Regions from separate parts of the Triticum aestivum genome. Here region 1 is linked to region 2. Evidence: chromatin contacts called from public Hi-C data. All regions are on one chromosome and are shown on one strand. The core of a region is the stretch at or near the end of the contact, and the rest is flanking DNA. Distances in the headings are between cores, read along the strand shown. Region 1 holds the start of LOC123071793 (protein WVD2-like 7). Region 2 holds the start of LOC123071789 (putative esterase/lipase HI_0193).

The links. Hi-C and Micro-C count contacts between places; a contact is called where the count stands out from the background.
Region 1: a contact with region 2 is called in a Hi-C map of leaf, with 6 times the contacts expected there. The contact joins the promoter of LOC123071793 here to the promoter of LOC123071789 in region 2. A contact is called at or near these places in 2 of 5 Hi-C or Micro-C datasets (both in leaf).

What each region holds. Positions count from the first base shown.
Region 1 is chr3B:692,484,978-692,490,856 of IWGSC CS RefSeq v2.1, reverse strand. It overlaps LOC123071793 (protein WVD2-like 7), which reads right to left and starts at 2,735. Exons shown (of 9, transcript XM_044495375.1): 1 at 2,344-2,735; 2 at 825-949; 3 at 1-639. The coding sequence starts at 896.
Region 2 is chr3B:691,828,074-691,834,302 of IWGSC CS RefSeq v2.1, reverse strand. It overlaps LOC123071789 (putative esterase/lipase HI_0193), which reads left to right and starts at 2,686. Exons shown (of 13, transcript XM_044495371.1): 1 at 2,686-2,944; 2 at 3,787-3,933; 3 at 4,009-4,035; 4 at 4,152-4,242; 5 at 4,387-4,430; 6 at 4,520-4,618; 7 at 5,163-5,220; 8 at 5,330-5,382; 9 at 5,493-5,594; 10 at 5,709-5,774; 11 at 5,911-6,035; 12 at 6,114-6,229. The coding sequence starts at 2,813.

The DNA of each region.
Region 1 (5,879 bases), core at 1,486-3,985, 660 kb before region 2:
CGATTTTGGTATTATCAAGGAAGCATATCTAAGTCTGGGGTCTTTCTCGGCATTTCTTCTAGAAACCCTTGCATTTTCATAAGCTGCTCCAATACCTTCATGACCAAGACCTGCATTTTCAACATTGGCCGAATCTGAATTATCACCAAGAGCATTTTCTCTACCATCCTGGTCGGTTTGCTGCGAAATTCTGACTTCTGAAACAAGATTGGATGACGAAAGTTCGTTCCGGAAGTCCTCATCTTCATGGTCATGATAGCATTGCATGCCCTGTTCAGATGTGGTCTCATGTGCAGCTTCCTCCACATAATCGTACACAATTGTTCCAGATCCTGTGGGAGTTTCAAGCTCTTCATGCGGCATATCTTCCGTTTGGCTAGAATCGCTGCCATCACCACTGTATTCCAAGGTAAGTTCAGTTTGCTGAATTTGCTGCTGTGAAGCCTTGAGTTCCCTGATCTTCTTGTAGTACTCTTCAAAATATGCCTTCTTCTGAGCTACTAAACCATTGAACTTAACAAACTCTTCATGGCGTTTGTCATTACTAAATACAGACCACTTCTCCCAAGATAGTGACTCGAGTTCAAACCTTCCGAAGGACACGGAACCATGATTGAGTGTCTGGGATACAGAAACTCCCTTAGGGAAGTAAGAAAACAACATAGAGAAGCAGGTGAGTCTACTAGCTGGGGGCAAAACTCTTTCCAGGAACAGAACTGGAATGTTATTTTCTACTAATTCAGAATAAAAGCAGCGTTTCTGGTTGATTCACATAGTATGCATAATTCAAATTACGCGAGGTATGAATATCTCCGAAAACTTACTTCAGAAACACCCAGGTCAGTTGTTTCTCCTTGTGACCACGCAAAAAAAGTTTGATCGACCTCAGTCGCCATCGATTATTCTCCGGCTAATTCATCATAGCTGGGTAAAGTTTTGTTGGTAAACCCTGCAAAAGTGAAATTCGTTATAATTAAAGCATGATATAACATAACTGAAACACGCTGTGATATGCTAACAACTAAAAATATGAATAATAAAGCCTGCTAGACGTGGACGTTTTGTATCTACAAGGAAAAATATTGCAAACTAAGATTAAGAACACACCAACGCTCATCTAACACCGCGAACAAGGACACAAAAACAGGTGTTCAGAAACATTTTGCAGCTCAAGTAAGAACTCAAAACCGAAGACGAAGAGACATCTAGTGTTACTTTCTGAAGAGGCCAGAATCCAGCATCAGTAGTGGCTTGGAATGGAGAATTTCCATCAGTGGAAGCTAACCAAGCAGTAGTAAATTAATTCAGCAGGTCAATTATGCTCCAAGCAACCACCTTTAGCGCATGTTCCAACACCAATCCTTTCCTTTGGGGTCAAGATTCCGCACACAAATAAAATTCCCACCTTCCGAGCTGCAGTTGAATCCCTCGACCCAGAATCATATGCAGGCAGAGACACTACTCCTCTTCTCAACAACCCAGCTCGTGCCATTATTCGCTCACATCTCACATGCCAACTACCCAAACCAGTTGCAGTTGCAGAGGCCAAGTAAAAGAAAGATACGGAAATCTCTTAGGATTCCGAGAATTCAGAGAAAGGCCAATTCGGGCCTGTCCATGAAGTAAATTTCCACCCGAGAAAAAAGATTTTTGGAATACGGGGCGAAGGGGAAAAGGCCCGAAAATTGCATCTGCAGTACTCCGCGCGCAATTTCCGGTCTATGGGAACAGTAAAGAGACTTGAAGAACATAATTGCCGTTTGGCGAATTGAAAAAGTTGGGAGTACTTTGCACCAAAATGCAAATCGACTTATACTATCATAAAACGAAGGAGTACTAAAATTCAACTTACCGTGGAAAAGGAAGAGAAGGCCAAAAGATAGAGGAACTGAGAAAAAAAAATTATCACTTTTGAAGAGCGGCAAAAGCTGCGCTGAACTGAAAAGAGAGTGGACTTTTTGGCGGAACACAAGAACCGGATCGAACCACCACCGCCCCGTCCCCCCCTGGAAAAGCTGCAAATGCGCAATTCAACTTCTCCTAAAAAAACACGCACGGAAAGAAACGAAAGGACCGTGCGAAGGGCGAGAAATCAGCAGAGGAAGCAACAAATTTGCAGGAAATTCACTCCGCTCGCCGCCCAACCAAGCAAAGCAGAGGAAGTGCACAAGATAATCCCTGGGCGAAGATAGCAAGACGGGCTTGAGCAAGGAATACATCCAGGAAAACCCCGCGGCATTGCAGAGAATTTTGCCGCAAGAAAACTGTCGCCGCCCTGGCAACTAAAAATCGCCCAAGAACAACTGCAGAGACCGTGGGAGGGGGACTGAAATCCTCCATTACCTGACGCCCGGCGCTTCGAGCGAGGAAGCAGCCAGCGACCCCCGCGCGCGATGGGAATCCCCTCCGTGCTGCCGCCCCCTTGCTCTACTCGCTCAGATCAGACGACACGAGGCGTCGAGGCCACGAGAAGCCCGCACGCCCGCCCGCCGCTTGGCACTGTAGCACTACCACTGCGGTTGCGGTGCCACGGGAGGAGGAGAAGACGAACACAGAGGACGCAGGGTATGGCAAAGGTATGGCGTGCTGCGTTGCGTGCAGCAATGGCTCTTAAATTTGGGCTTTGATTAGGCCGCGCGCGGGGTATAATTACCTCGATTGATTCCTCGCGTAACTACACATGCACGCACCGGCTGGCTTGGGTGTGTACTGTCGTTTCGTTTGACAGAGGAGAACGAAGCGGCGGGTGCTTCTTCTATTAGAGCATGGTTAATAGTATAGCCAACTGCTGGCTATAAGTCATTGGCATGTCATTTATAGCGCATCTTATAGCTAATATGTACAATAGTTGATTAGAAGAGTGTACTATTTTTTTATTATATGACCCACCTTTCACTCTCACAAAGTGTCTAGGAGCACGTGCTAGAGCTGACTCTTCACCAAGAGCCCGCTTCCCTTCTCTCTCTTTTTCTCTTTCCTCCAACTAAGCAAGAATATACTAGTTTATTTCTTATAGCCAGCTGACTCAGCTCTATTGTACTTGCTCCTAGTACCGTGCGCGTCCTTGACAGTGGGCCCGGATGCAGCGGTCGAGTCGTGGTGGGGTACGTGTGTTCTTCTCCGGCGCGCCGTCGTGGAAAGTGGAAACTGTTTCGGTGCTCATGAATTTTTAGTTATGCGTGGATGGATTGCAAATTTTGGGTCGAACCTCCAGAGGTTGAGGCTCGGCTAGCGAGGGTAGGCCAAGGCAGGTTGGTGGAGGATAAGACCAAGAGCAAGAGGGGTTGCTCCAAATTATTGGATCACATCACAGTTGGGATGGGGATGCATGGCGTGGTGACGAGCAGAAAACTTTTGAGAGGCTTCCTCCGTCGTCATCGGCAGCAGCATTTTTCTCCCTGCCCATTTCGGGGGTTTGTCTGTTTCCCATCCCGTGGGCCACTCGGTCCATCCCGGTACTTGCTTCGTCCTTCCACTCTCGATATCTCTCTCGGCCGCATTTCTCCTGCGTCGGTGGTAAGTTAAGGTAGGCGTCAACCGTCAACGCAGGCTTTATCCTCATTGGATGTTCATGATCACTTGGAGCGACTCCAATGAGAGCACCTACAATGCAGGCGCTAAGGACCAATGCCATGTGAGAATCCTGACTGTTTTGGGCGATTCCCACCCGATCCTGGAAATATTGCTAGCGTCGATGCCAGATGTTTCATCGGGCGCTTCAAGTTTTTCGTCGTGTAAACTGGCTTAGACCTGAGTGAATACCTACGTATAAAGCATTGGAGGTAGGGACGCTAAGCATGCGCTTATGCATAAAAATATTTTTAATTTACTCTCCAGTCGCATGAACAAGCGCCTCGCGTTGGTGATGCCCTGAGGCGACCCGAACGGACGGCAATTTCGTCTGCTTTTGTCTGTTTGGGTTGGCCTCCCATCCGGCGTCCGCCCTGTTTTAGATATGGGTTGGCAGCGCGCCCAACGCGCCGACCCATATGTGCTGGCGTGGCCGGCTGCCCCCCCCCCCCCTATCTTGCATGAATTTGCGTAGTTTGAATCAAATAACATAGTTTGGACCGAATAAAATAGCATAGTTATTACAAGCCGATTAAAAATAAAAATATCTCACATAGTTTTGCAAACGAATAAAAGAAGATACATTTATTGGTTGCCAACATGAGCCCACATATGCTCAACCAAATTATTTTACAGTTGCACGTGAATTTCCCAATCACGCATGTCTTGATGAAATTTGGTGAATTGTTCAAACGTTGCCGCTCCTCTATGCTCAGGCACAACATTCTCACACTGAAACTAAAACCCTTGATCGTACAGACGTTCCGGGCGCTCGTCTTCTACGATCATATTATGCATAATCACACAAGTAGTCATCACCTCCCATAGTTTCTGCGTGCTCCAGGTATTAGCAGGATACCGAGCGATGCCCCATCGAGATTGCAAAACACCAAAGGCACGCTCGACATCCTTCCTAGCACTCTCTTGCTCTTGGGAAAATATTTTCCTCTTCTCTCCGACAGGGTTGAGTATTGTCTTGACAATAGTGGTCCACTGAGGATAGATACCATCACCCAGGTAGTATCCTTTGTCGTAGTTGTGGTCGTTGACAGTAAGGTTCACCAGTGGGTTGTTGCCTTCGGCAAGCCTAGCAAACACCGGCGAGCGCTGAAGCACGTTGATATCATTGTGTGATCCGGCCATTCCAAAGAAAGAGTGCCAGATACAGAGATCTTGAGACGACACGACCTCTAGTATGATAGTGCAAGCCCTGATATGGCCCTTATACTGCCCTTGCCAAGCAGAAGGGCGGTTCTTCCACTCCCAATGCATGCAGTCTATGCTATCAAGAATCCCTGGGAAGCCCCTGCTGGCATTCATCGCCAACAAACGGGCTGTATCTTCAGCAGTCGGCTCTCTCAAGTACTCAGGGCCAAACACAGCAATAACAGCCTTGTAGAACTTATACAGGGACTCTAGGCAAATAGACTCGCTCATACGGACATACTCGTCAATGAGATCACCGGGCACTCCATATGCAAGCATTCGGCTGGCGGTAGTGCATTTTTGATAGGAGGAAAAACCAATCTTGCCAACGGCATCCACTTTGCACTCGAAATAGTCATCATAGCCGACCACCCCCTCTCTAATGCGGTTGAAAAGATGCCTACTCATACATAAACGGCGGCGGAAGTTTTGATGTTTGAACAACGGATTTGTTTGAACAACGGATTTGTTGTATCAAAGTAGTCCTTCCAAAGAAGGAAATGCCCGCTCTCTCGATTGTGATTCAACGCCGGAAGGTGGCCCAGAATGGAGCCACGGAACAACGGCCGCTGGTTGTTGAGGTGGTGATGGACCAACACGGCAACCAATATCTCCTCCTCGTCATCGGACGACGAATCATCGGAGTCGCAAAGGAAATTGTGAAAAAAGAACTCGTCAGTGGAGTCCATTTTGTACCTTGGCAAACTGTCGAACAACTTGCGGGCGATGACGAAGGAGACGGCCGACGAAGGAAGTCGCGGTGCACACGGACCATCTAGCTTCCCCGCCGGCGTCCGATGAGCATGCCGGTGAGGATATGGCTGGGCGGCGGGGCGGCTTCTTGGTCGGGGGTGGCTGGGGGCGAGGGGGTGAGAAGCAGTCGGCCTCCCGGCGGCAATACGACGATGACGGGCGACGTGGGAGTGGGCGGCATTGCTGGGTGGATGTGGAGGCGCTGATGTCGGTGTCAAATCTGGCGGATCTCGGGTAGGGGGTCCCGAACTGTGCGTCTAAGGCTAATGGTAACAGGAGGCGGGGGACACAATGTTTACCCAGGTTCGGGCCCTTATGGAGGTAATACCCTACTTCCTGCTTGGTTGATC
Region 2 (6,229 bases), core at 1,437-3,936:
CGCGTGAGTGGGCGGTAGGATGTTGATGTGTAAGGCCTCGAAACATCTATGCCAAACTTCTCGAGCGTATGGGCATTGGGTGAGGATATGATCCACGTTATCCTCCTCTTGCAGGCAAGTGTAGCAGGGTGAGGGGTCATCTTGTAGCCCGTGCCTTGCCCTCCGATCCGACGTCCACAAGCGATGTTGCACAGCAAGCCAAGCGAAGATTTTGCAACGCAAAGGGGCCCAACTCCTCCAGATGCAGTCAGCCGTTGGGGATCTAGTAACACCCATGCAAAGCCTAGAGTAAGTTGATCTAGCAGTATAGACGCCCTTGGCGTCGGCCGGTCAATGAAACGTATCCTCAAGCTCCTCATTTTTGTCCACTGTGGCGATTGCATGGCAGAGGTTAGCCACTTGAATGTGAGCTATGAAAGAGATGTCACCATGCACATCCAGGGACCATGCGTTGTTGATCAACGCCTGATGCACCGTCCGAGTATTGCGAGCGCGGGTGCCAACCAGCTCGAGAATAGCAGGGGCGATCTCTCCGGCCGTGAAACCATGAATCCATCTGTCCTTCCAAAATAAGGTTCTCTCCCCATTGCCCATCTCAAATTTCACCATGTTGTTAAAGACCATCTTGGCCTCCTTGTCTTCAATCATCGGAATACCTTGCCAAGGCCTGTTGCAGTCCACTCTACGCAACCATTCCCATCTGACACGCAAAGCCAGTGCTTGCGTCCTGAGGCTTTTCACTCCGAGGCCACCCAGACAAATGGGTCGAGCTATTGTATCCCAAGCAACTAAGCATTGTTCGCCGTTGACCTTGTCCTTTCCGGCACAGGATAGAGCAGAGAGAAGATGCCCGTCTGTAGGAATAAAGACTCGTCCTCCTCTGGTGCTCCCGCGGGCGGCAGGGGAGGAACCCTAGCCGCCGGCCGCCTCTCCACCTCTCTTCTCCTCCTCCTCCTCCCGCCGCCGCCAGAGGGCGCGCCCGGGCGAAGCCCGGCCGGCGCCGGCGGCGGCGGGGCGTCTTCATCGCCTCGTTCGGGAGGGCTGGCGCGGGCCGGCCGACCTGGATCTGGTCACGGCGTTCTCGCGGGGCGCCGCGGCGCGGCCCCTCATCGGCGCAGGTTGGCGCGCGGGTGTGCGGGTGGCGTGATGGGCTGCTCCTCGGTGGTGCTCGGCTGGTGTGGTGACGGCGGCGGCTCGATCCAGATCTGGTTGGGGCGGGCTGCTGGCGGTGCGGGCTGCGGGCGGCTTCCTCCGCCGTGGCCGGCTGGCGGAGGGGTCGGCGCAGCAGTGGTGGCCTCGGCCTCGGCCTTCCCCTCCTCTTCTTCATCCGGGGGGGAGGAGGTGGGATGGGCCGGGGGTCGGGGATGGCTGCCGGCGCCCCAGCCAAAGCTGACCTCGCGGCGGCAACGCTTTGGGGTTGGCCGACGGATTGTGGTTCCGGTGGTGCGTGCCCGGCGGTTTGGCGACCCGTGCACGAGGGATGGAGGTCTTCGATCAAATCCAGGTGAAAACCTGCTATTGGCGATTGCCAAGGCCGGCGATGGCGACGCTGTCTGCGTCGTTTCCTTCCTGAAGGCATCGTCGTGGAGAAGTTCAAGGCCACTCTCTGCTACCTCCGGGGGAAACCCTAGATCAGTAGATCGGATGACGGCGGCTCGCTGGTGTCGTTTCCCCCCTGGGGGCGTCATTCTTGGAGGTGCACACGGGCTCGAGGGACTAGAGGACGGTGACTTTGGTGGAGCGGTGCTTCATCTTACACATTGATGGTGGCGGATCTCGGCGGCGTGGCGCTGTGGAGACTCGGCGTCTGATGCGCGGAGATGGACTCGTGCAGGAGGTGGAAGCTGTCTGGCGTCATGGTGGCGTTGATGGCAGATAGGCCTGGCAAGGTCGGTGCAACAGTACAACTCTGAAGATGGATTGGTGGCAGGCGGCTGCGGCGGCCTCATACCCGGCAGGGGTCTTTGTTGAGAAGCACGCCGGACTGGTGGGTGCCCATACCAGGCAGGCGTCCTGGGTGGGACCTCAAGTCTTTAGATGTTTAGGTTTGGCTGCGTGGTCTGTTTGGTATTAGGCCCAGACTTTCAGCGCCCCTACATCAACTGGATAGGGATAGCGACAGTTGTTGCTTGTTTTGGTGGCTTTAGACTTATTGTTGTATGACTATGTACGGTCTTGTGTCAATAATTAATAAAATGGCCGTATGCATCGCTCAGATGCAGAGGCCGGGGGTCGTCCTCCTTTTCTAAAAAAAAAGAATAAAGACGATCTGTTGCCATAAACTTCACTGCTAACCAACGGCCTTTTTGCCGTTGTATGGAAAGTCCGTCTATTGTTCTCCTAAAAATCTCGCGATCTGTTTCCCTTGCCTACAAAACTTACCACGCGCACGACCAGAAATTTACATCGTGGGTATGCTACAGATTGTCCAATAGGCAGCCTACGAGCGTCTTTTGTACTCTCTGTAAATTGACGTATACGTAACCTATAGACAGCAGCTATCTAAACTGATGCACATGCCCTCACTGCCCGGGCGCTCGGCTAAGCAGGACCTTACAGTAGAGGACTGATCCTCAAAAAAAAATAGCAAAGGACCCACCGTCAGCGACGGAAGGGGACGCCAGGTGGCCAGCTACCCCACACGGCAGCCTCTCTCCCGCTCCTTGGGTTCTCCGCCTCTAGCTTTTTCTTCGCCCACGGCGGAATAAACAAAAACGATTAATTCGTTTATTGTGGTGACGCGGCAAGCCCACGGACACACCAACAATTCCCCCCTCTCGGTGCTTCCACCCCACTACTCGCCGGTGATCTGATGGCGGCGGCCGGCGCACCGCTGCCGCGCGCCCTCTCCGCGGAGCTGAGGTGGGATCCTCCGCTCGCCGCGGGCCTCGCGCCGCCGCGGCAGGAGACCAGGGCTCGCGCGTCGTGGCCCCTCCCCCGCCAGGTACTGTTCTCTAACTTGGTTTCGGTGATCGAATCGTCCTTAATTAGGTTATATACTCGGCCAGTTCGTCACGCGAGGGGCATGGTGCGACCGCGGGTGCCCTCTCCGCGCGTTTGTTAACTGGAGCTAGATGCGAGGTTTTGGTGCAATTTTGAGGGGGTGAGGATACGGCGGCGGGTGGCGATGGGCGCAATGTAGATGCGATCAGGGTGACTGAAGGAATGCGTTTCTGCTTCAATTGATACAAGCTACATTTCTTGCTGGATGACGTCTCAATGCCTACTGTTTCCTTCGTCATAGTTATGTTTGTGATTGTTCACTTAGTCACCAAGCTCATATCATCCCGAGCCAGAGGCACTAGAGGAGGAGTGTTACAATTGCATGGGTTGATCGAACGTTTCATGGACCTTTTTATTTTTACAGAAAACTCAGGCCCTGTGTCGGGTGACGCGTTGGCGATGGCACTTACTGATACGATTTTTGTGTAATTTTAAGTGTCCAAAATCGTGATAGGCCTATAGTGTAGAAGTAATGATGCTTGACAGCTGTAGTTTGTAATGTTACCACAGCATGCTTAGTAACCAAACAAAATACTTTGTGAAGTAGGGAGCCGATAATTCAACTTGTAAAAGCAGCTGCCATTTCACATGTGAAACCTGCATGACCTGTTCATTTGTGCAGCAACTGCTAATTTAACTACCAATTTCTTGCATTTTCACAGACGTTCTGAAATTTGAACCGTGATTATATAATCCCATTGTTCTGGTTAGATAATGGTCGATTTTTGTACTACCACCAACACCCTGAAATTTAATTATGGTCTTATTTTTTTGTATTGTTAGGAAATTGTTTTTAGTCGTGGCCGGTTGATATCGACTAATTTCAATTCAAGGTCATTGTTGTGCCCTCCTTGCCATTGTGCTCAGGTGGCTTTGGCTGACGCAAAGATTGCTTATCAGGCTGATCCTGATAAGCATGCTGGAGTTCTGGTAATGAAGCTTGAAATTATGCAGTAAATTGTTGTTTGCCCACACTGATTAATTATTTCTGTTTTTTCCCTACAGGCCTATGAACTGGTTCAAGGGAACCTTGTAAGTGCTGCACTCACATCAATGATTTATCACTGGTTGTCAAATTCTGTTGTACCGTAATTCGTTGCCTGAAATGTTCTGGCGCAATGCAAGTAATCATACTTACATCATCTCAGGTACAATGGAACTCGTTTATGGACAAATCGATACCAGATCCACCAACAGCTGTACTCCTTCATGGCATCCTTGGAAGCGGGAAAAACTGGGGTAACTGAGCATTTTATGTTTGTCTGAGTTGCGATTTCGATTCGAGTTTGAAAATGAGTGAAATTCTTTGGCATATTTTAAAGATGTTTTGGCTCAGTCAAGGATATGAGATTACAAATTTAATTAATTATATTTATCATGAAGGGTCTTTTGCAAAGAGGTTAGCTCAGGAATTTCCAATGTGGCAGGTCAGTACATCTAAAATTCTGCTAATGATCTGAACAACTTAACACTACAGGGAAAAAATAAAACTAAAACCTGACTTCCTTTCATGCAGTTTCTCTTGGTTGATTTGCGCTGCCACGGTGACTCAGCGTCAATTAAGAAAAGAGGACCTCATACTGTTGCCTCAACTGCTTTTGACGTTCTAAAGCTGGTTTGTATTTTCTTGTCACTACTAATCTCTCTTTTATCTTCTAATATCTACACTAAATGTGTTTTGGCACATCCAATATGAATACAAATGAAATATGTAGCTTCTTTGGAAGGGCATCATAAAAGAGTGAAAGACTACATGCATTTCTGTGTAATATTTGTATATGTGTGTGTTGTCTAGCTTTATACATTGTGAGATAGGCAGCATTTCATGTGCTTCGCGACTTAGCATACCTTTTGATGCCATAGTATACACGTTAACTTAGCTTGCTTATGGGCATTGTTTATGACTAGTGAAGCTTTAAGAGACATGGTAATGTCACATGTGGATCATATGATATGGAATGCAGATTACCTTAGGCGGGATGATCTTCTGCTGATTTGGTTGATTGCCATGAAGTGCTTGAAGCTGTTGCAGGCACAGCACCTGCTTTAAAAAATTGAAATCATATCTATTTCTGTTTTTTTTTCTCAGCCGATTTATCTACATTAATTTTCCCTTTTACTATCTTATTACCCTATGCTAATCCGTCTAAATACAACAGATAGGGCAACTCAGGCTGTCCCCTCGAGTGTTGGTTGGTCACAGCTTTGGTGGAAAAGGTTTCTCTTGTTCTATTTTATTTCTCCTAATTGATATGACATACACCTTTTAGGTGTGTTGATATTGTACACAATCCATAACTATCCAGCTACCTAATTGTGCTTGCAGTGGCTTTGAGTATGGTAGACCAAGCTGCAAAACCACTTGCCCGTCCTGTCAGGGTAAGCTTAACTACCTTTTCCGTGTTATATGAGTATGGCAACAATGGAATGCCAACTATTATTAATTATATTTTGAGCTAAATTTCTTATGTGTATTCTGTTCCTTAAAGGTATGGGTTCTTGATGCTACTCCTGGCAAAGTTCGTTCTGGGCTAGATGGCGAAGATCATCCCGCTGAACTTATTGATTTCCTCAGAAGAATGCCTGTGCAGGTTGGCCTTTTAGAACTATCTATGCTTTTATACTGTGGAAGTGCATTCTAGTTCTAGTGTGGAAAAGCGTCTTCTTTATGATTCATTGTTTGTGTTTTGCCATTGAAAATCCAGGTTAATTCAAAGCAGGAAGTTGTTGATGCTCTAGTTAAAGCAAAGTTTTCTGTGGATGTTGCACGGGTATGCTTGTACATCACCCTTTTTTTGAGATGCCCTTGCAAATTTACTTGATTTTACTGGTCTAAAAGAGCTGCTTGATTTTACTTTATCCAATGAAACAAAAGGCATTTCAGTTCTTTGTTGATTCCTTGTGCAGTGGGTGGCAACAAATCTCCGACGGAGCAGCCCATCAGGATCACGATCTTCTCCAAGCTACTCATGGATATTCAACTTAAATGGCATCTCTGAGATGTACAAGTCATATGAAGATACTAACCTATGGTAAATAATCACCAGTGCCTGCCGAACAATATAAAGTCTGTGAACTGTCTTGGGAAGCTAACTGAATGCTTCATGCAGGAGGATTGTAGAGAACGTACCACGCGGGGTACACATTAATTTTCTCAAGGCCGAAAGAAGTTTGCATAGATGGGCTCTTGAAGACCTTCAGAGAATTCATACCGCGGAGGAGGTGG